Regions from separate parts of the Mus musculus genome. Here region 2 is linked to region 1. Evidence: chromatin contacts called from public HiChIP or PLAC-seq data. All regions are on one chromosome and are shown on one strand. The core of a region is the stretch at or near the end of the contact, and the rest is flanking DNA. Distances in the headings are between cores, read along the strand shown. Region 1 has its middle 14 kb from the start of Gm13710. Region 2 holds the start of Clp1 (CLP1, cleavage and polyadenylation factor I subunit).

Evidence for each region. HiChIP or PLAC-seq counts read pairs in DNA pulled down with a chosen protein or histone mark.
Region 2: a contact with region 1 is called in an HNF4G HiChIP or PLAC-seq map of pancreatic cancer cells. The contact joins the promoter of Clp1 here to the enhancer-like site in region 1. A contact is called at or near these places in 4 of 39 promoter capture datasets (cranial neural crest, frontonasal cranial neural crest, liver and 1 more), 6 of 115 datasets of contacts at active chromatin or transcription factors (bone marrow-derived macrophages, craniofacial prominence, epiblast stem cells and 2 more) and 3 of 9 other capture datasets (adipose tissue, liver and macrophages).

The regions. Positions count from the first base shown.
Region 1 is chr2:84,517,604-84,523,536 of GRCm38.p6, forward strand. No RefSeq gene overlaps it. Among named protein-coding and RNA genes, the nearest start is that of Gm13710, 14 kb to the left of the region's middle. RefSeq lists an enhancer at 362-3,200. Within about 2 kb of position 2,173, at least 108 of the 459 cell types and tissues checked have an H3K27ac peak or open chromatin away from gene starts, as enhancers often do. A contact at or near this core is called in adipose tissue, craniofacial prominence, liver and 1 more, where this site is marked.
Region 2 is chr2:84,724,701-84,730,633 of GRCm38.p6, forward strand. It overlaps Clp1 (CLP1, cleavage and polyadenylation factor I subunit), which reads right to left and starts at 2,587. Exons shown (of 3, transcript NM_133840.3): 1 at 2,463-2,587; 2 at 829-1,456. The coding sequence starts at 1,434.

The DNA of each region.
Region 1 (5,933 bases), core at 923-3,422:
GAAAAAATAATGATCAAGAAAAGGATTATTTACAGAAAGAAGCTCTGCTCATGGAAGAAAAGAGCTGATGATATCAATTTGAAGAAATTTAAAGCTCAACCTAGTTCAAAGGTCGGGAAACTGCAGCTAATAGGTGCAGAACAGGCTCCCCCGTTTTTGTGAAGATATATATGAACACAGAAAGTGTTCCTTTTCTGTGTAATAAGCAGCAGACAGAGCCCTCAAAGCCTACAAAGCCAGCAATCATATTGTCTGTCCCTTTATAGAAGAAATCTGACCATCTTGCGTTTGATTCCTTTGTATCTCTCATAGGAGTTGAACAATGTATTTTAGTATGCTGACTCCAAAATTCCAAATTTGAAAGGTTGGGGAGATGTCAATTATAATTTTGTTTTATGAGGCCTGAAAGTTTAAGTCAGCAAATGTCACATCACTAAGAAGGCCTTTGTTATTCACCAAATATCAGAATTGCTTTCAAAGAATTTACCACCATTAGATACTCTTATATAGTTATAGCCGCTCTGTTCCTTTAACACAAGTGCACATGAATTTCATCAGTTCTGTTTATCACTGTTTTTAGCCTTCCCTTGAATAAAGTGAATGTTCAATAACACTTAATGAAATGATGGATGATGGATAGATGGATGGATGGATCCATAGATCCATAGATGGAGGGGAAACTGGAAGACTAATATGGCCAAAATACATTGATTACCCTTAAAATTACCAAAGAATAAATTAAAAATATTGTATAAGTCAAAGTTCCCATGTCCAAAGGAAACCCAATATTGACAAGATCAGGGAATGCCACAAGGAGTGGGGCATTGCTTGTTTCCACTCATCATGAGTTATTAGCAGATTTTAAGTGAATTAGTAATTTCTTGATTCTTCTCCCAAACACTAGACCTCACCGTCCTCTTAAAGGCAAAGCCTGTCAATGGCCAGGCAGAGGGATAGATGGGAGGATGAGAGATTTTTAAAAGATTACATCATGTTTTGCTTATGAATACCAAAATAAGAAGAAAGCTAGAAAAGAATGTGAAACCTTTCTCCTTAGGAGAAAAAAGAGCATGAATGTCTCATGAAATTTTTTATTATGCTTTGTTATAAATCAAAACTACCTCCACAGGATACAGAGATCTTTTCTGTCTCCCCAAGAAACAGTCAGTAAAGTTGTCATTACTCATTATTCCTTTCTTACAATGGATTTGTTTTGGGGGATGTGATACAAGTTTCTGCTTCAAGGTGGGTGTAGGGTCAAGAGCAGAGATTACTCACAGTGCCCGGCTCTGCTGAGTTACAAGAATAGCCTATTGTATTCCGCAGCCCCGGAGTCCTTATCTCTGCTTAAAGAGAACAGAAAATGTGCAACCTTGAAATACAGAGGCCCATTCACTTTTGTAGGTGAAACCAAAAGAGCCTTGTACTGTTTTAGAAATAAATGAAGTCCCAGTTGGCTAGCGGATACCAAGGGAAGACAACAGCCTATTGAAAGGTAAATTCATCCTTTGTACAAATAACCAAACTTGAATACCAAAACTAGTTCGGAACTCACACACCCATTTAAGATGACTCTAAGCTTGGTGTAGTATGTCTCATTCCTTCAGCTGAAAGGTCTAATTGTCTTTGAGACAGCCTATATCTATGATCCTAGAGCCCCGTGTTTTACGTTGTTTCCACTACAGTTCCCTCTCCAGACAGATCCACTCTTCCTGATTAGTGTAGCCTTCAATAAGAAAAGACAATCAATTCTCCGATTCATCACCTAGAATGAATCTCCTCTCTGGAGATTCTGGCTTTAATCATCTCCAGACCCTGCTCTTCCCCACGGCCCCGGCAGTCACAGCACTCCTTTGCTGCCGCATCTTTCCCTGTGGGTAACTTTGTGCTGGTTTGAACCTCTGGGAAAGTCAAATCTACAGGCATGCCTTTCCCCTTTAGAGACTGCCCCCAAAATAAATACAGAGATCTACTTTCCCTCTCAGCCTGCATTCCACAGGCTTTGCTTCTGTTTACACTCGGGAAACTGTTTCCGGGATTTGTCTGGAATAGGCCAGTGTTTGCTCCACGGTTTCAGTAGTCACCTTGTCTCCCTCACGTCAGATAGGCAGGTCAGTCTGGACTCTTAGGTTCTTGAGAGAGTGGAGTGGAAACTTGGCAGAGTACGTACCTGACCGTTGAAAAGAATTGAGACACACCAAACAAGGATGAAAGGGGAAAAGCTTAACGTATTCCACTGTGCCAGGTTAACCTTTGTTCATGGTTTGGCATGTGCCTTGTATGCCTTTCCTACTACGTATGAGGAGAGAAGGAAATGGGAGTGGTTCCAAGGCCAGCCAGGGCGACAATAAAGATAAACACCCGCACACGGCTCACAATTGGACTGTATAATGTGGCAGTGAATGGGGTCACTAGGGAAGAAGCGTGTGATGTCACAGCACAGGTGGGGATGCCAGGCCTTCAGAACGCGTTCATGGCTATGTCCATGGTGTACCCTCTGTCTTCTCTAAGTGCGCTGCCGATCTTTCTATGCCAGGCCTCCACCCCAGATCCCAAAGGCATTTCTTCACACAAACAAATCTCCCTCCTGGCAAGCCTTTGTTTTTACACAATAATTCCTCATGAGGTAGAAAACTAAAGAGGGGCTGGTCTCCTCCCTTTTCTTCTTGGGGTCGTCAGTTCTTTTTTGCTTTATTTTGTTTAATGTTTGTGAGTGTTTGCCTTTCATGCGTACATGCTCACTGTGACTGTGCCTGGTGCCTGCAGAGACCAGTAGAGGGTCCCCTGGAACTGTCTATATAGACAGTCCTGAACTACCATGTGGATGTTGGGAACCAAACTTGGGACCTCTTGCAAGAGCAGCAAGGGCTCTTACTTGCTGAGTTCTCTCTTCAGCTCCAAGTCACTTGTTCCTATTGGCCCTGCCAACTCCTTCACCTCTTGCCCTAAGAAACCCAAGAAAACCTAGGTGTAAAAGCAACTTAACTTTTATTCCCCTGTTATAGCTGTTGTCTGGGAGGCTTACTGCCTCCATCTGCTAATCTAGGCCTAGAATGGTTTCAGCCTCTGAGACTTGCTGCAGAGTAAGGTTCCCCTTTCTGGTTCTTTCTGAACTCTGGCTGGCTGGTTCAACTCAGCTGTTCTGGCTCAAACTCCCCTCCCAGCTGACTGATTTAAACTGGCTTCTCTCTTGGCCTTTGAATTGCCTCAAACTAACTTTTCTCATCATCTGTCTCCTTCTCATTCTCTGGTTCATTCTGTCTTTACCTGTGCCTAGCTTGTTCTCTGTAAAACTCTACCCTGCAAATCCGCCTCCTCCTCCCTCTCTGTACTGCGCCACTCCTCTCTCAACGCTACTGCTCTCCACCAACTCTACTGTATTCCTTCACTGTACTCTCTTCTTCCTCTACTGTCTCTCCCTTAAGTAGCTTCCTGTCTCGTGAAAGTCGGACCTACCTCCGCATTCTGTCAGATCTTTCTCTGATTCACTTTCAAACATGGGTGCTTCCTTCTACAAACTAGCTTGACTTTCATTGTTTGGGATCAAAGGTAAGTGCTAAGGGCTGAGCCACACCCTAACTAGAAACAGGTTCAAGTATCCTGTAACAGCCAGGGATCGGAGGAAGAAGAGTGTGAGAGGTTGATATTCTGAGCACTAGGCCAGAATTGGGTGGAAACAGGGAAGTGGAATCCAGCCAGAGAGCATACCTGGGCAGCCACAACAAAAGGGTGACATTAAAGACAGAACAGACAATTCTTGGGCTAAGGCTTAGGGAACACAGTGGATGAGGAGAAAAATCAGTTCCAAATGACTTAGGAACCCAGATGCCTCACCCTAGGTTTCCCACAAAAAGCAACAGCTGGGATAAGGCACGATGCTGCATATTAGATGGACAAATTGGTACAAATTGGGCTCCTTGTGTGTCATCAGGGAGAAGAAAGGATTGTGGGTCAAATTGCAATGCCCAAATCAAAAATGCTTATCAAGTGGATAACAGGAAAGAAAGAGGAAGAGACAAATCTAGACAACAATGTAGGTGGGAAAATGAGCTTTAACTCTGTACTATATTCTCTCTCTCTCTCTCTCTCTCTCTCTCTCTCTCTCACACACACACACACACACACACACATCTTTTCTACTTTCTCATCTTTTCTACCTGAGCCAACAGCTACTCCATCAGAGAGTCACAGAAGATAGGACGAATGTGTCTGACCAGAAACACCTGCTTACCAGAGCGTTGTGAGCAGCCACGCATTCTATATGAACAACTTAGATGATGGCCCGTGAACCTAAGAACGTCTCTGCAAGATGCCATGGGATGCTGAGTATTTGTGTAGACATAACCCATCGTGTACCTCAGAAGAGCACGGTCGATTCCTGCCTTCCTATGAATATTCATCACACATTCTCTACTTCCTTTGTCCTAAGCTCTTTGACTACATACTTGGTTTCTCTTAATTTCTAGGAGGCTTTCTTGGTAGGTTGGCTGGTAGAGACTGGGTCTCATGTAGTGGAGAACTATCTTGAACTCTTGATTTACAAAGCCTGCGCCACCATGCCTGACTAGGAGAGTTGTTCTCACGTAATGCAAACAACCATAACTCTCTGACAGAAAGACTTTCATTTTGATTCTCATTTGTCTTTGTTTTTTAAGACAAACTTCCTCTGTGTCCCCCTGGCTGTCCTGAAACTCACTCTGCAGAGCAGGAATGGTCTGGACTCATATCATATCCTCTTGCCTCTGCCTCCCAAGTGCCAGTATTGAAGATGTGTGCCACCACTGCCTGACTTCATTCTGATTCTTGAGACACAGAAAACAAAGAGCTATCACATCTCCAGACCACTTTGACATGACTCGGATGTCTGTGACTAGATAGAAAGAGATGGAGCTAAGCCAGAGCAATTCACAGAGAGAAAGAAAAGAAGACACTGCAGATGCCAGGACATAGAGTCAGGAGCAACCACTTTGAGGAAGAAGGCTGCCACACAAAGAAGCATCGAAAGCCAGTCATAATGACAACTCTCCATTGTATCATCAGTGTATCCCAGGAGGTGAAGTTAGCAAGGCAAGCAGTACACCTGGAATTCTCTGAAGTTGTGAAATGTACAGGGCTAAGGCCCGATGGAAAACAAAGGAAGAAGAGTTCAAACAGAGAGCACAGAAGACAGGAGCCAGGTATGGATTCATTTGGGAACCCTGGACTGCTTCAGATTATAAATCTCTTGAAGCAAAAGCAGGGAGCTAAGCATGTAGACACTGTAAGTGGAAAAGTAAGAAGAAGCAAAGCTTGACAGTCGTGAGTTATGGCTCAAGTTTAAAACGAAATGTAAGCAGTTTGGACTGAATAGCATGGCTGAACTGAACCTCTCAGACAAAACTTCGGAGTCTAACTGCTCCATCCCTGATAAACGTCAAAATGAGAAAGGCAAACACGTCCATCAATGCTCTAGGGTGACCCAGGTATCTCCTGGCCTCATTTACAGATTTGGGGTAATTATTCTCAACAATAAAAACATCCCAGATTCCAGGAAACCTCTAACCATCACTCCCTCGACATTCTACCCAGATGCAAGAATTTAGCACTTAGGCTATTTTTTTTTCAATATAACAAGACAATTTCCTTAGCAAAGACTTTTCCTTTTGATAATAAATTCTCCACAGGCCACAGAGACACAGAAGACCAGCCAACCAAAAAACAGGAAGCAAACCCCTCTTTAGGTCAAGAAACCTAAAGAGAAGTGCATTTTTTTTCTTTTTTTTTTTTTTTTTTTTTTTTTTTTTGGTGTTTTTGAGACAGGGTTTCTCTGTGTAGTCCTGGCTGTCCTGGAACTCACTTTGTAGACCAGGCTGACCTCGAACTCAGAAATCTGCCTGCCATAAGAAGCACAAGCTAAAAGGACTCACTAGCCTTTGTTCTGAAGGCCCAGAATT
Region 2 (5,933 bases), core at 1,337-3,836, 210 kb after region 1:
TATTAACATCAAAATTGATGTTTTTAATGACTGTGGTTTTAACCCCATAACATGGATTTAACTTTATGTTACTTAAGCTTCTTTTTTACAGTGTTTTATTTTTTATTATGTATCTGTATGTCTGCCTGTGCACATGAGTGCAGGTGCACAGAGGCCTAAGGCATCAGATCCTCCTAGCACTGGAGTGACAGGCAACTGGGAATAGCATGACATGGGTGCTAGGAAGTCAACTCTGACCCTTGACAGGAGTAGTACTGTTTTTGATTTTGGTTTTGTTTTGTTTGCAATAGGGTCTTACTATGTCCTGGAATTCACTATGGAGACTGGACTGCCTCTGAATCTGCTAAAATTAAAGGTATATGCCAGACCCCCCCCCTTTTTTTTTTTTTTTTTGGTTTTTCAAGGCAGGATTTCTCCATGTAGCCATGGCTGTCCTAGAACTCTCTCTATAGACCAGGCTGGCCTCGATCTCAGAAATCCACCTGCCTCTGCCTCCCAAGTGCTGGAATTAAAGGTGTGAGCCACCACTGCCCAGCATATGCCAGACTCTTAACTGCTGAGCCATGTCTCCAAGCCCCCTGCTTCCTGTTTTACCTCTTAATAATGAGTTACTACGAATAATGCCACAAGATGCTATGCAGTCTACAGCTGACTTATGTTAAAATGATCTTATGAAATCAGGTGGCAGTAATACCACACCAAAAAATAAAAATAAGAAAGGCAATTATATTCAAAAGGAAAATTTTGCAGTTCTAAGTAACAAAGTTCCCTACTTCCTACCCTGATTGTAACTTTTCCCTCCACCCCCTCTTAAATTCCAGTTCTGACCTTATTGTAAAGCTTGATGTTGGTGCCAGGCGTGGTGGAGCCAAAATGATACACAAGAGGGGCCTGGATGGAGAAACCTTCTTCCACATCTGCTGGACGCTCAATGTACAGGGCCCCCATGGTACCAGGGATGGACACAGAGCCCTGGCCTACATCTAACTCCACGTAAGTAGGACGGCGGCCCAAACGCACTGCGTAGTTGAGTAGCAGTCGACACACAGTGGACTTGCCCACATCAGTAGGACCTACTACCATCACTCGGGGACCTCTCTCTTCTTCCTTTTCTGCCTGCCTCCGCATCTGCTCCAAGGCTGTATGAGTGTTGAGGTAAAGCAACATAGGGGTGTCCTTAGAGACATAAGCCACCTCAGTCCGGCCACTCAACTGCAGAGAACAGCCATGCCAAGTGAAAACAGCCACCTTGGCACCAGCATCAAAAGTGAATTTCTTGTTTCTGGTCAGCTCTGTGCCAAAGATCTCCGCCATGCCAGCCAACAACTCCAACTGAACCGATTGAGAGGCCTCCACCTCAAATCGAAGCTCTGTTTCTCGCTCTAGTTCAAACTTAGTCGTTGGCTTCTTGTCATCATTGGATTCCTCGCTCATCTTTCCAGTAAAGCTGACGTGCCTAGGACCCAAATTAAACATTTGATTAAATCACCACATCAGGCCACTATTCAAAAAAATCTTCCACTGGTTTAGTCCCTTTATCTTTTTCTGCAGTTCTTATTGCTGCCAGACTCACTGTTTACAGCCAGTCTCTCCACAACCAGAAGCTAAAGGTGTTTTGTTTTGTTTTGTTTGTTTCTCTGTGTAGCCCTAGCTGTCCCGGAATGCTCTGTAGACCAGGCTGCCCTGGAACTCAGAAATCCACCTGCCTCTGCCTCCCAAGTGCTGGGATTAAACACGTGCGCCTCCACTATCCAGCAGTAAAGGTATTTTTGTTTGCTCCTGGGCCTCTGGTAGGTGGAATAGTAACACACCTCAACAAAAAGTAAGAGTGAATGACTAGGACATAAAAAGAAAACTACCTACCGATGTAACTAACAGGAGATTTGAATTGCATAGTCTTTCCTCCATCACTCTATTGGAAAACAAAGTAACACATGCCCATTGTCCAGCTCCCTTAGCCAACACGAAACAAGCTCTGAATCGTATGCAAAGAACAGGACACTGGGTGCAGACTCAGAAAACAGTTGCATGTCCAACTCTGGGACTACTAGTAGTTACTTACTATAATCCAACGACTTAATACCTGAACCAACTCCCCAGCTGCTATATGGTGGGCTTTTACACGTCCTCTTGTAACGGTGCTGGGCCGGGAATAACAAGGACCACAGTTGGAAAAACAAAACATTGTAAATTAGAAACTACTGCCGGGCAGTGGTGGCACACGCCTTTTAGTCCTTGCACTTGAAAGGCGGAGGCAGAGGCAGGTGGATTTCTGAGTTCCAGGACAGCCAGGGTTACACATAGAAACCCTGTCTCGAAATAACAACAACAAACAAACAACAAACTACCAAAGAAATTTAAATTACTATTTCTAATTCTGAACCACAATTCTGGGTCTAGTTAGCTCCGACACCAAAATCTGCCGGGGCTTCTCAAAGGTAATTGGGATCCTTAAGCCTTACCTATACGGGCACGGACTCAAAACCAGCTTCACAGAAACCTGGGACCTCTGGAAACCTCCGACCTCAGCAAACCTCGGACCTCAGCAAACCACGAATAACGTTCACCTAAATACTAGCCGGAAAGCAAAGGCGGTTCCGCAATTGCGCAGTAGTAGAAGACGCGATCGCGTGATGCATCTTGGGACCTGTAGTTTGGAGTGAGTGAGCGCGCGTCGCCGCTTGGCCCTCTGGGAAATATAGTTCAAGGATTGTTCGGTGACCCGCGGAGGTGGGCGGGGCAGCGCCGTCACTTTGTGTGGGAAGACGACCGGAGGCGGAGAGGAGAAGTTGCTGGTTCGCCCTCGGGAGGGAGGTGGTTATAGGGTCTCTCCCTATCTGCTGTCCAGGAAAGCTAAGGGCGACCAGAAAGGGAGAGGCATTGCATCACTGTCTAGATCAGAGCTCTGCTCGACTAGACCACAAGCCAAAAAGTGGGGAAGTTAGCCTAAGCCGGAGACCCAGGCAGCTGGAAAGTGGCAGAAACACGCGCACGCGCACGCGAACACACACACATCAGGTCAAGCAGTACCCATTTGAGTCTATGCGGAACTGGCACATAGAAGAAACAAAGTGTAATTCTCCCTCTCTCCCTGCCCCCACCCCCACCTCCTCTGTATGCTCAAGGTGCCAACCTGGCACTCCATGAGATTCTCCTGCCTCTGATCTGACTTCTGGGATTTACAGACTTAAGCCAATAACCAGGCTGATTTTTTTACTTTAGTAAATATAGAATAAAAGTCCTATGATTTCTTTCGTTTATCTTATGAATCAGTCATTATCCAACAACTTCTGCCAGATTCTAAACTGTTTCTCTATGCACATCTGACAGTTATTCAAAATCGTTGACACCACTGCTAACTGGTTCCACGCCTATAATCCACTTCATGAGTATGGCCTTTGGAAACTTATATTATTTTACTGCCTGACAGGCTCCCTTTCCCTGAGACATCTCTTGTCTATAAAATGGGAATAATAACAGTATTCAACCTCCTAAAGTTGTTTTGAAGATTAGATGAGACATATGTGCTAAGCACAATGCCTATAATATAGAAAGTATCTGATGTTAGCCTTAAGTTTTTATTATAGACTGGGGAGACTATAATATCTGTTTATACATTTTTCAAAGTAGTTCCAGGTGTCTGTGTCACTGTACCCAACAAGCCGGGCAGTGGTGGCGCACGCCTTTAATCCCAGCACTTGGAAGGCAGAGGCAGTCGGATTTCTGAGTTCAAGGCCAGCCTGGTCTACAAAGTGAGTTCTAGGACAACCAGGGCTATACAGAGAAACCCTGTCTCGAAAAAAAAACAAAAAAACAAAAAAAAAAAAATACCCAACAAACCCAGGTAGGTATAACATCTCCAATTTCATCTGAGGAGAAAACTAGGCTAATCAGTGACATTTGCTCAAGAACTCAGTTATTAGTAGAGGTAGACTTTTGTTGTTTTTGTTGCTACTACTGCTGCTGCTGTTTTAAGACAGTGTCTTCACTGTTCTGGCTGTCTTGGAACTCACTACATACACCAGACTGGCCTCAAACAGAGATCCACTTGCCTCTGCCCCCAGAGTACTGGATTTAAAAACATTAAAGGTGGATTTAAAGGCTTAAAGGTAGATCTTTTTTTTTTTCTTTTTTTTTTTCTTTTTTTTTTTTTTTTTGATGGTTCATTTCTTTTTTTTTTTTGGTTTTTCGAGACAGGGTTTCTGTGTAGCCCTGGCTGTCCTGGAACTCACTCTGTAGACCAGGCTGACCTTGAACTCAGAAATCCTCCTGTCTCTGCCTCCCAAGTGCTGGGATTAAAGGCGTATGCCACCACGCCTGGCAAGGGTTCATTTCTTTTGCCAACTTAATTGAATCAGTCCTTGGACACCAAGGGTGGTGCAACTTTGGGTGTATCTGTGAAAGGATTTCAGAAAAATGCAACTGAAGAGGAAGATTTGCCTTGAATGTGGACAGCTCCATTTCATGGCCTGAGGTCCTGGACTGAATCAGAAGAGGAAAAGGAAAGGCCACTTAAGGACCTACATTCCAGCCGGGTGGTGGTGGTGGTGCACGCCTTTAATCCCAGCACTTGGGAGGCAGAAGCAGGTGGATTTCTGAGTTCGAGGCCAGCTTAGTCTACAGAGTGAGTTCCAGGATAGCCAGGGCTACACAGAGAAACCCTGTCTCGAAAAACAAAACAAAACAAAACAAAACAAAAAAAGGACCCACATTCCTCTCTGTCTACTTCCTGATCTGGCCAGACGTAAGCAAGTTTTCACCACCATAGCTGCATGCCATTGCCACTGCCATGTCTTCCCCGTGTTGACTGACTCTGTCTCCCGAACCATTCATCAAGATAAAAACCTCCTTTCAGTTGCTTTTTGTCAAACATTTGATTATAGCAACGAGAGAATCATAACTAAAACATTTAAACCAAGAGCTTAGGGGGCCGGATCAGTTTCTAATAATGGGCAAACAATTACACAGTGTTAGCTGTTAGGTGTTGTTCCATGGCTGTATGGGTATATATTCATTTAATCCCAGGTAGAATCCTATGTTGTAGTTATAACTGTAACCTCCATTTTACAGGTTTTCTGGGTTTCTTTTTTAAGATGTATGTGTGTGAGTGTTTTGCCTGTGTGTATATATGTGGACCACGCTCATACTTGGCACCTGCAGAAGTCAGAAGATGATGGAGCACTGGATGTTTGTGAGCAGGCCATGTGGCAATCAAATCCAGGACCTCTGCAAGAGCAACAAGTGCCCTTAACCCATGAGCCAACTCTTCAGCTACTCCACCCAACCCACACTGTTTGTTTGTGATTTGGGGTTGTTTGTTTGTTTCAGTTTTTCAAGAAAGGGTTTCTCTGTGTAGCCCTGGCTTTCCTGGAACTCATTCCATAGACCAGGCTGGCCTTGAACTCAGAGATCCATCTTCTCTGCCTCTGCCTCTTGAATGTTGGACCTAAAGGTGTGAACCACAACTGCCCCACATATTTTTATGTAGAAGAGTGTTTTGTCCACAAGTATGTGTGTGCATTGTGTGCATGCCTGATGCGCTTCTAGATCAGAAGAGGCCTGATTTCCTGGAACTGGAGTTACCAATAACTGTGAGCTGCAATTGCTAAGCCATCTTTCCAACCCTTGTTTGGTTTTTAAAGCAGGTGAATACTTTGTTCATCCTTGCCCACATGATGAATTTGAACTGAGAGATCAGGGGAACTTTCTGGTCTACCTTTCTCTTGCTGGTCTTACCTAGCACTCAGTTTTCAGGCAGGTAGTTGTCACCTCTCACAGTTTTCTTTGGAGATGTGATTTAGTTACGCCATTCATTCACCATGCAGGCATTAGCTTTTCAACGAACTATTCGGCATAGGCTGATCCTTTTTCATTCTTCAGAATTTTAGCTCTAGACTTCCATTAGCAAGCATGTAGCCTAATCCTTTTTCTTC